2 separate regions of the Bicyclus anynana genome follow, and region 2 is linked to region 1. A link is a contact called in public Hi-C data. All regions are on one chromosome and are shown on one strand. Each heading gives the region's core, a stretch centred on a gene start, on an enhancer-like site or on the middle of the called end of the contact. The rest is flanking DNA. Distances are from core to core; before and after follow the strand shown. Region 1 has its middle 35 kb from the start of LOC128198556. Region 2 holds the start of LOC112047697 (protein GDAP2 homolog).

Region 1 (4,145 bases), core at 980-3,479:
GCTATGTAACTGTTTACTGTTTCCTAGAATATTGGAGCTGGCAGAAAACATAAACACCGGACGGCGTCATTTCACACTTTAGCAGCTCGTATAAGAAATGTTGTCACGTAGCCGTGGCGTAGCGTGCCTTAAAAGGGCCCTGTATCAGTATTAATTGAGGGGCCCATGAAGGGTAATTTCCCACAAATGAAACAAAATAAATATGACCTGTCTAGGATGTTTACAATTTTTGGCCGCACGCTTAACTCGGGGAAAAAATAGCTTTTTTTGCAATTTTGTCAAGTGATCACCACTAACGGAAAGTACTAGGTTAAGTGATATTGTTGATTACATTTTACTAATTTTTGCTTTCGCACGTAAGAGGCACCAGCAGTCCTGGGGCCCCGTATCAACGACGTTACAGTGTACCTACGGCGTTGCCCCGTATCATTGATACGGCGGTAGCTACGCCCCTGCTACGTAGGGATGGCACTGTTACGGCGTCTCGCTGTTCTGCGGTAGTCGGGAGAAGCAGGGACAAGAACAAGTTGTCTGCTGCTCCTTAGTGCTCTTCTTAAAAGCTTCAGTGATAGGACTTTGTTTAATGACATTCGTTTTATCAAACCGTTATAAAGCGTCAGCTAGTTCAAGTAGATAGGTATACTTACTAAAATACCATCAATTGTATCCATATCGTGCGAGTATATTCTGCCTGATAGCTTCGTCAGCCCTGGATCGACCACAGTCATCAAATACAAGACGGTAACAAACAGACCTAGCGTAACGCTGGCAAACACTATTATAACTAAGAATTATTATTCTCATTTCTATAATTAAACTTAGGCAATATTAAAAGTTTGTGTAGCTTAGCACTGAATTTCACATAGACAATAGACAAATATTAAATGTAAGCACATCATTGGTATTTTATGTTGTGACTTAAAATCTGCCAGCTGAAAGTGCATTCGGTGCGTTCCCAAATAGTTGAGGTGCTTTGTATAATAAACTAGCTTCGCTTTATCTCATTTCCTACCCCTATCCTATTCTACTCCCACCCTAAACTTAACATGCCCTACCCCTAACTACCGAAGCTATCCCACCCAATACTGTTTTGCCTTTTCATTATAATTTTTGGGGTGGACCCTGGACACCCCTTTTTACTTAGGGGTTTCAAAATAGATAATTGCTGATTCTCAGACGTACTGAATATTCATAAAAAAATTCATAAGAATCGATCAAGCCATGGAAATTTTATATAAGTACTTAATAGATGTAGAAAGAATACATGGAAATGACTAAATTTCAGAAGTTTTGGAAATTCTTATAAAGATAAAACCTGATAAAATGTACAAAATATTAGGCATTTTAGGGGTACAATGATAATAATTTATTGATTATTATTAGATATCTATTAAGACTCCATGAATTTATACCTACTTTCCTACTTTTTACATGTTTTTTGTGTCAATTCGTGTGTCATTTTAGCGTCAACTTATCAATTGATAATTAATAATACAAAACAGGATATTTTATTACTTTTTATTTAGCTTTAAATACACTTTGAAGAACTAGTTTGGCCGCAGTGGAGAGCGAACTCTTGATTTTGTTAGGTATGAGGTCAGTATTACCTTCGGCAAATTAAATAATAGTACTGACAGGTAATTATGACTGAATTACACTTGAGAATCTTCGGTAGGTGCCTAAGCGTTAGAATAAAACCCAGCCAAGTGTGTGTCGGACTCGGATCTCGCACAGGGTTCTGCGGCTACAATACAACGGTTTCAAATTTATCCGACTTCAAAAGGTGACTGATTCCCCGGAAAGTTTTGTTTTATTTTTTTCTCCACTTTGCAGTGATAACCTGTGTTATGTATGCATGTATGTGTACGTCTATACCTACTCCAATTGTGATACATCTATCGATAAGCTGGCAGAGGAGGGAAACACTTGACTCTTACAAAAGTTAGTTTTTGAAACTTCACAATCGGATTCCTAAGTCGAAAAATGATGTTAACAAGTCACAATATTTTTGCAAGACTTACAGCCACAGATCACACTATTAACATCACTTTATGCATGTGTACCTACAATATAAATATGTGTATGTCCAGTAAGCAATGAGCAAGAAGTCGTCGCTCACCGAGTCGGACTCCGAGCACGGCTCGGCGCGCTCGCGGCGCGGGCGCCGGCGGGGGGCGGCGCTCTGCCCCGCGCTGTGCGCGCTGCTGCTCGTGAGCCTGTTCGCCGTCTCGTTCCTCGGCGCCAAGATGGCGTACGACCAGTACGACGCCTTCTGTAACAGATTCGACGTGTATGTTTTCACTAATGTCACCATGAAACCCGTTACAATAAAATAACATTTTGGTTTTTATTTTTGATTGATAACATGATCATTAACATAAATCTATAAAGGTCAGCAACTTGGAGCTTATAGCTTGGCAACTTCGTTCGTGTCACTGCCGATGGTCCGCGCGGGCCGGGAGGCGTGTAGCCATGAATGAAAATCCCACGACTGATGCACCTCACATCCACGCACGATTTCAAACCCGCGCAGTCTTTCCCGCCGTCGCCCGCATATAATGGGAGTGTCATCAACGAACTGACGGCAAGTTTAATTATCAATATACCTAGGTATATTTTTTATAACTTGCAGTAGAATAAAAATTCAATGAAGGAATCTCATTGAGAAATCTCCACTCCTGGTTATTTTATATAAATATTATTTTGAAATATCGAATTATCAACCAAAAGTTCCGATTTATCTAAACTCTAATCGTCAATAATGGTAAAAGGGCTCTCCTCACCGAGTGGTTGTGGTTCGATCCATAGTGATCTGTGGTTCGATCCCGCCCGCTGGACTATTGTCGTAGCCACTCATATCACAGTCTTTTCCGACTAGTTGGAGGAGAATGGGAATATTGGTCATATTGAAAACATAATTTATGGAAATTTATTACATTAATATTATGTTGAATTTATGAACACCATTTCAATTTATTTTTTAATATTTAGCACCATCTTACGGTTACATAGTAAACTATGTCAGAAGTCACAGAATTCCTTAAAGTTTACAACTTACGTAACCTTCATCTGGATTATCCTTGTCACAACTAGATGGCGCTGTCTACATGGTGTATTTTATAGTTCAGAATGTTCACGTTATCTTCAATAAATATATTTTGTATAAACAGGCATAAACATTATTGTAAAATAAAAATATATTTCTCTTTACTATTTCATAATCTGTTCTTAAAATGTAACCGTGAAGTCATTCAGACATTTTAGTTTTGACAGTCTTTCCATTGCTGTCAGTGTCAAATGTCAACTATCAATGTCATTGTCAAATGAACGTCTCAGCGAGGCGGCCGCAGCCCGCAACTCGCCAGCGAGTGATCGTTCGTACTTTGTGTTTTTAACTGTTTTTCAATTACTATAAACAGAAAAAAGTGCATCAAAATAACCAAAATTACCTCAGTGCTAGTGTAAGCTCCTGTTTTCCTTCTCCATTCTTCTCTTTGCCGTGAGTATATGTTATGTTTTTGTTAAGTTGTATGTTACGTTCTGTATTGATTGTGTTGGAAGGAAGGCCAATGTCAAGCTGATATTAGGATACCTATCGACTGGAGACACTTCGGAAGTTATTGATGCTGTTTTTAAGTTAAACCGGTTTTGCTTTAAAAAAGAAATTTGACAGTTGTGCTGTTGATTTCTGCCAGAAAACTTGAAACCGGGAAAATTATGGGTTTATGGTATAGCGGTATAGCCAGCCACGCAGGCAAGTAGTCCTGAATTTGGTTTCCAGTGGCATCAAAATTCCATAAAATTAGCTAATTATAATTATGTACCTAATCATATTAGCTATAATTTTGCATTAATGTACCGTTACTGCTAAAACCGCTAATGTGTCTGTAATTACCACTCAGGTAAAGTTTTATTACTTCTAGTAATGTGAACAATATGTATAGTGACTGCTGAACTGTAAGTTGTAAGTTACCACCACAGCCCACAGGCCGACTCACACTCACTGTATGCACTCAACTAAAACCTCTATGATTACATCAAAAATAACCTTTCTCATATCTTGCACTAGTTTAACTGTAACTATGATAATATAAATATATGACGGCCAACAAACTTATTTGACTTGAATGTTTTAAGAAATCTTT
Region 2 (4,145 bases), core at 959-3,458, 36 kb after region 1:
GTCTGTACGTTCCATCAATTAGTTTCTGTTAAATAATGCTTATGTCGGTTGGGTAGGTGGGGTCAGTGCCCCCATAGTGTGTTTGGTTGGTTGGTTGAGCTGCAAGGCCTTTGTTTTTAAGTTTTGTTTTGTTAATACTCGTATATCTCAAGGCAAACGTTTTATTTAACTTCTTTGTGCTGAACTAAAATAGGTCTAATGTATTTTGAGGGTACGATACTTGCCTTGTATCTCGGAGACGTGTAGAGGTTTCGGTTTGAAATTAAAACCATAAAGACAACTTGAGTATATTGTTTAAATTCAATTCAAATCTGTAAAAAAATCAAACTTCCAAGTTCTGAAGTTAACTTGGAAGTTTGATTTTTTCACAGATTCAATGCGGTTGTTTATGCCATGAAAAATATACATCACTTTAACCTAGGTAGAACTATAAAATTTGGCTAGTACGTAATTATTTCTTGTAATAAAAGTATAGGGAAATGTCTAAAAACTATACATTACCTAATTAATTCACAGAAAAAACACGAGTCTTTATGCAAAGAACTGCGGGCCAATGTTTGAACCGACTTAACCGTGTCGGTACCAGTTGTTGGCTGCTTCCTAACGATTTATTTATGTGAATTGGCCAACAGAGGTTTGCGATTTCTTTCGCGTAAATATAATTTTTTTCCAAAAAAAGGGCTAATTTCAGAAATCGTTGTTATATCAGTCTGTTTTAATGATCCACTACAGGTCCAAGCCTCCCTACTGAGGGAGAGGGAAGAGGGGATTTGTAGTTTCCATAAGCCAAGATGGCTTAATCTTGGCTTATGGAAACTACAAATCCCCTCTTCCTCAGAGACACGGAGCGCAGCTCGGTCCCCAGACATTGTAGACTAATCAACGATATAGCGCGGATATACGAAGCGATATGTTTTATTGTCGTGCAAATGACAAACAAACAGATGATCTTGTTCCCCATTGTGTACGGATTATCCATTGTCGTAACATTTACGACGATGGCTTCATTGTTGTGTTTGCGTGCGCGTGCGCATGGTGCCGGTGAGGTCACGCGATTGTATGTAAGGATTAAACTTATTGTTTTATGTCAGAATACTTGGGATATTGTCATATCAGCCATGCCTCTCCTTTCTACTATGTTAATTTTGCCGCCAAGCATTAAAGTTGTCTTCTACTCTGAAGAGATGTTGCCGGTGTGTAACTACATTTATTACGTCTCAGATTGATGAACACAGGGCAGGACTTTGTCGGACTTATTTCCTAGCATGCCGTGTACGAGTTGTTTCTTGTTCATTGCCACTGGCGCGTGGTGACTGACCAGTTACATGACGATGACGGTTGCATCGACGAGTGTCGAGTGCTAACACTTAGCATAACCATTAAACATAACTCATGCGGAAATTCACGGATGTTAGACAGCTGCAAAAACTTTTATACACATCATAGTGAAACCCGGTGATAACTTGCGACGCGGTACCGTGTGCTCGACTGTCGCAGCCGGGAGGTGGTAAGCTTAGAAAGCGTTTAACTCCTAGAACGATTTGTTGAATTGGGGCGTTTTACCATAAATGTATACAGTATATCCTAAATGGAATGCCCGCGACTTCATCTGCAAGATTACTTATCATATTTCACATTTTAAAGTTTTTTTACCAATTCCCGTGAATTTAACTTGAAAAATTACAGAGTATACTTTTCATGAAAGCATGAAAGTAGGTAGGTATACTCTGTTTAACCTTAGGTAACATTTTTGAAATTCTTGAACGTACATTTATCCGATAGTTGGAACAAAGGGAAAAGTGTTTAAGCGAAGCCGTATATAAGCCTTCAATCTACATTTGCAATGTCCGTTGGGAATCGCGGTGTGGCCTTCACTGAATACAGTCAATAAAATCCAAGGTACCAAGGTACAAGGTAAGGTAGGTATATACTTGGATACATAATATACCACTTTAAATAAAAGAGATCAGAGGGTACGCTACGTACTGGCAGAACACAGAGCATGTATGCTATACAACGAATCTCGTAAAGCTCCGTACTATCTGAATCTCGCAATGGGTCGGATGCTCTTTATTACGGTGGGCTGCAGATCGACCAGCGCGGTCCCATGACCCACTTCCGGGGTTCGTCGACCGCGTGACGTCACGGCCTTCATCCCCCACCCCCGCCCGCCGCGTCAGCGGGGGCGCGCCACCCGCCCGAGGTCACTTGTTCCGCGCCCGCCGCCCGCGGTGGACGTAACTTGCGGAGCGTTGTAATTTGACAAAAGTTTAACCCAGTGCGAGCTTGTGCCATTTCGTAATGACTGTTATAGGTACGATTTACCATTTGTACAAGCATGCAATGTAGATGTTAATATTCTAGTAAATGTTATTTAGAATTTATGTAATTCTATTGTTACATAACTATCAGTCAAATGTATCAATACAATACAAGTACTTAAATAGATTATAATTACTAAATTTTTATCATTCATTTCTATTAAATAAGTTTAAATGATGTCCCACCCACTAGTCATAGAGCAATAAGAATGTAGAACTTTGACCCTTCACGTTGCGCGAATGTGAGTTGGCGGGGTTAAAGCACCAACAAATACGCAAGTAGGTGTGAGATTATTTACTTTAGTATAGAGGATAAGTAATAATGCTGAGAGCTTTAAAATTATGTAACTTAAGTATTAATAAATATAAGCCGACTATATATATAACACAACAGGAATTTGTAAAGAGTATACATTTTTAGAGATCTTGAATTATACTTATCGATTTGAATTGACCTTTAAAATAATGCAACCTAATATCGTTGACGAAACAAGATATAAAAATATCGAAGTTTTGATTTCCTGATAGGAACGTAGCTTGAAATATTTATCTTATTTGGATTATTAAAAATCAACGTCACTTCGTCATTACGCGGTTACGTCATTGGTTAAGACCTGACAAGTGACAACTCAATTACGTTACGTCACAAAGAACTTAAATTCTCAGTAGCCCGAGCCCGAGGTTTGTTCACCAAGTAACCTTTATGTTAAGTGACAATGGTCCTCGCAGTGATAAGATGGCAAGTGACTCAATTGAAAAATTATAAAGGAATAGTAACATAGCAAAGATAGATATCACCATTGCCATAAAACCATAAATAATATTAAAATCGCGGTAAACTACCTCTTTCAAGTATAGTGAACTTTCATGTTGGCGACAGTGATCATTAGGGTGGACAGGTGGGTGGTAGGATCAAATCACAGTTGTGAAACTTGGAAATAAACCTATAATAAAATTAATTAAAATAATTTTCACCCAAAGTTTGAATTCAATTCTACTTTTCCGAGAGCTCGACAAAACAACATATCTTAACATTGTCACTGAGCATCAGATGCTCCGCAGTCGAGGATTATCTCGTCGTATAAAATAAAACCTAACAACCAACACGACTAAATTTTAACTTTCCTACTGTTCTGAGAGAGAGGACTAAAACTTTAGTAGCTCAAGGACGCTACTACTTTACCATGTGTATTTGCCTCTTAGTCAACATTTTGTCGACGGTTGTTTCGTACCAGAATAAAAAACTGTACAAGTATTTGGTTTGGTAGAGTCTCGTTATAGTAATGTTTTTGTATTAATCGACGTAGCCCAAAGGATTAGCAAACTGAAGTGGCAGTGGGCGGGCCATATTTTGTCGCAGAATAGATGTCCGTTGGGGCAGACGTGTTCTGCAGTGGAGACCGCCCTCCAGCCAAATGGTCCGACGACAGGGAAATGGATGAGGAATGTGGAGTGTGTGGTGGCGCGCTCTCACAAATACTTTTCTTGTTGAAGGCACAAAGCTCTGCAGTATTTGCAAAGTTGTTGTATAACACAACAGTCGATACCAAATAATGCGTACCATTTTCGCGGGACAGTAAAATGTCGGGTATGATGCCGTAACAGGCGTCCTCTACGAACGGTGACCTTCGAGTTATTTCAGTGCCAGTTCTGCTTTATTCCACCGACGTTCAATCGGCTTACATTTTGTCTCTGTTCGTTCTTTGTCATTTATTTCTATTGAAAAAAAAAAATAATATATTAGAGGGATAAGAAACACGTACTGTGTGTTTCTTATCCCTCTTATATAATGTAGATTAAGAAAGAGGTTAAAATCATAATCTA

The links. Hi-C and Micro-C count contacts between places; a contact is called where the count stands out from the background.
Region 2: a Hi-C map of whole larva shows a contact between it and region 1, with 2.5 times the contacts expected there. The contact joins the promoter of LOC112047697 here to the enhancer-like site in region 1. A contact is called at or near these places in 2 of 2 Hi-C or Micro-C datasets (whole body and whole larva).

Annotation. Positions count from the first base shown.
Region 1 is chr12:17,241,357-17,245,501 of ilBicAnyn1.1, forward strand. No RefSeq gene overlaps it. Among protein-coding and RNA genes, the nearest start is that of LOC128198556, 35 kb to the left of the region's middle. Within about 2 kb of position 2,230, at least 8 of the 8 cell types and tissues checked have open chromatin away from gene starts, as enhancers often do.
Region 2 is chr12:17,277,220-17,281,364 of ilBicAnyn1.1, forward strand. It overlaps LOC112047697 (protein GDAP2 homolog), which reads left to right and starts at 2,209. Exons shown (of 12, transcript XM_052884827.1): 1 at 2,209-2,314. The coding sequence starts at 2,302.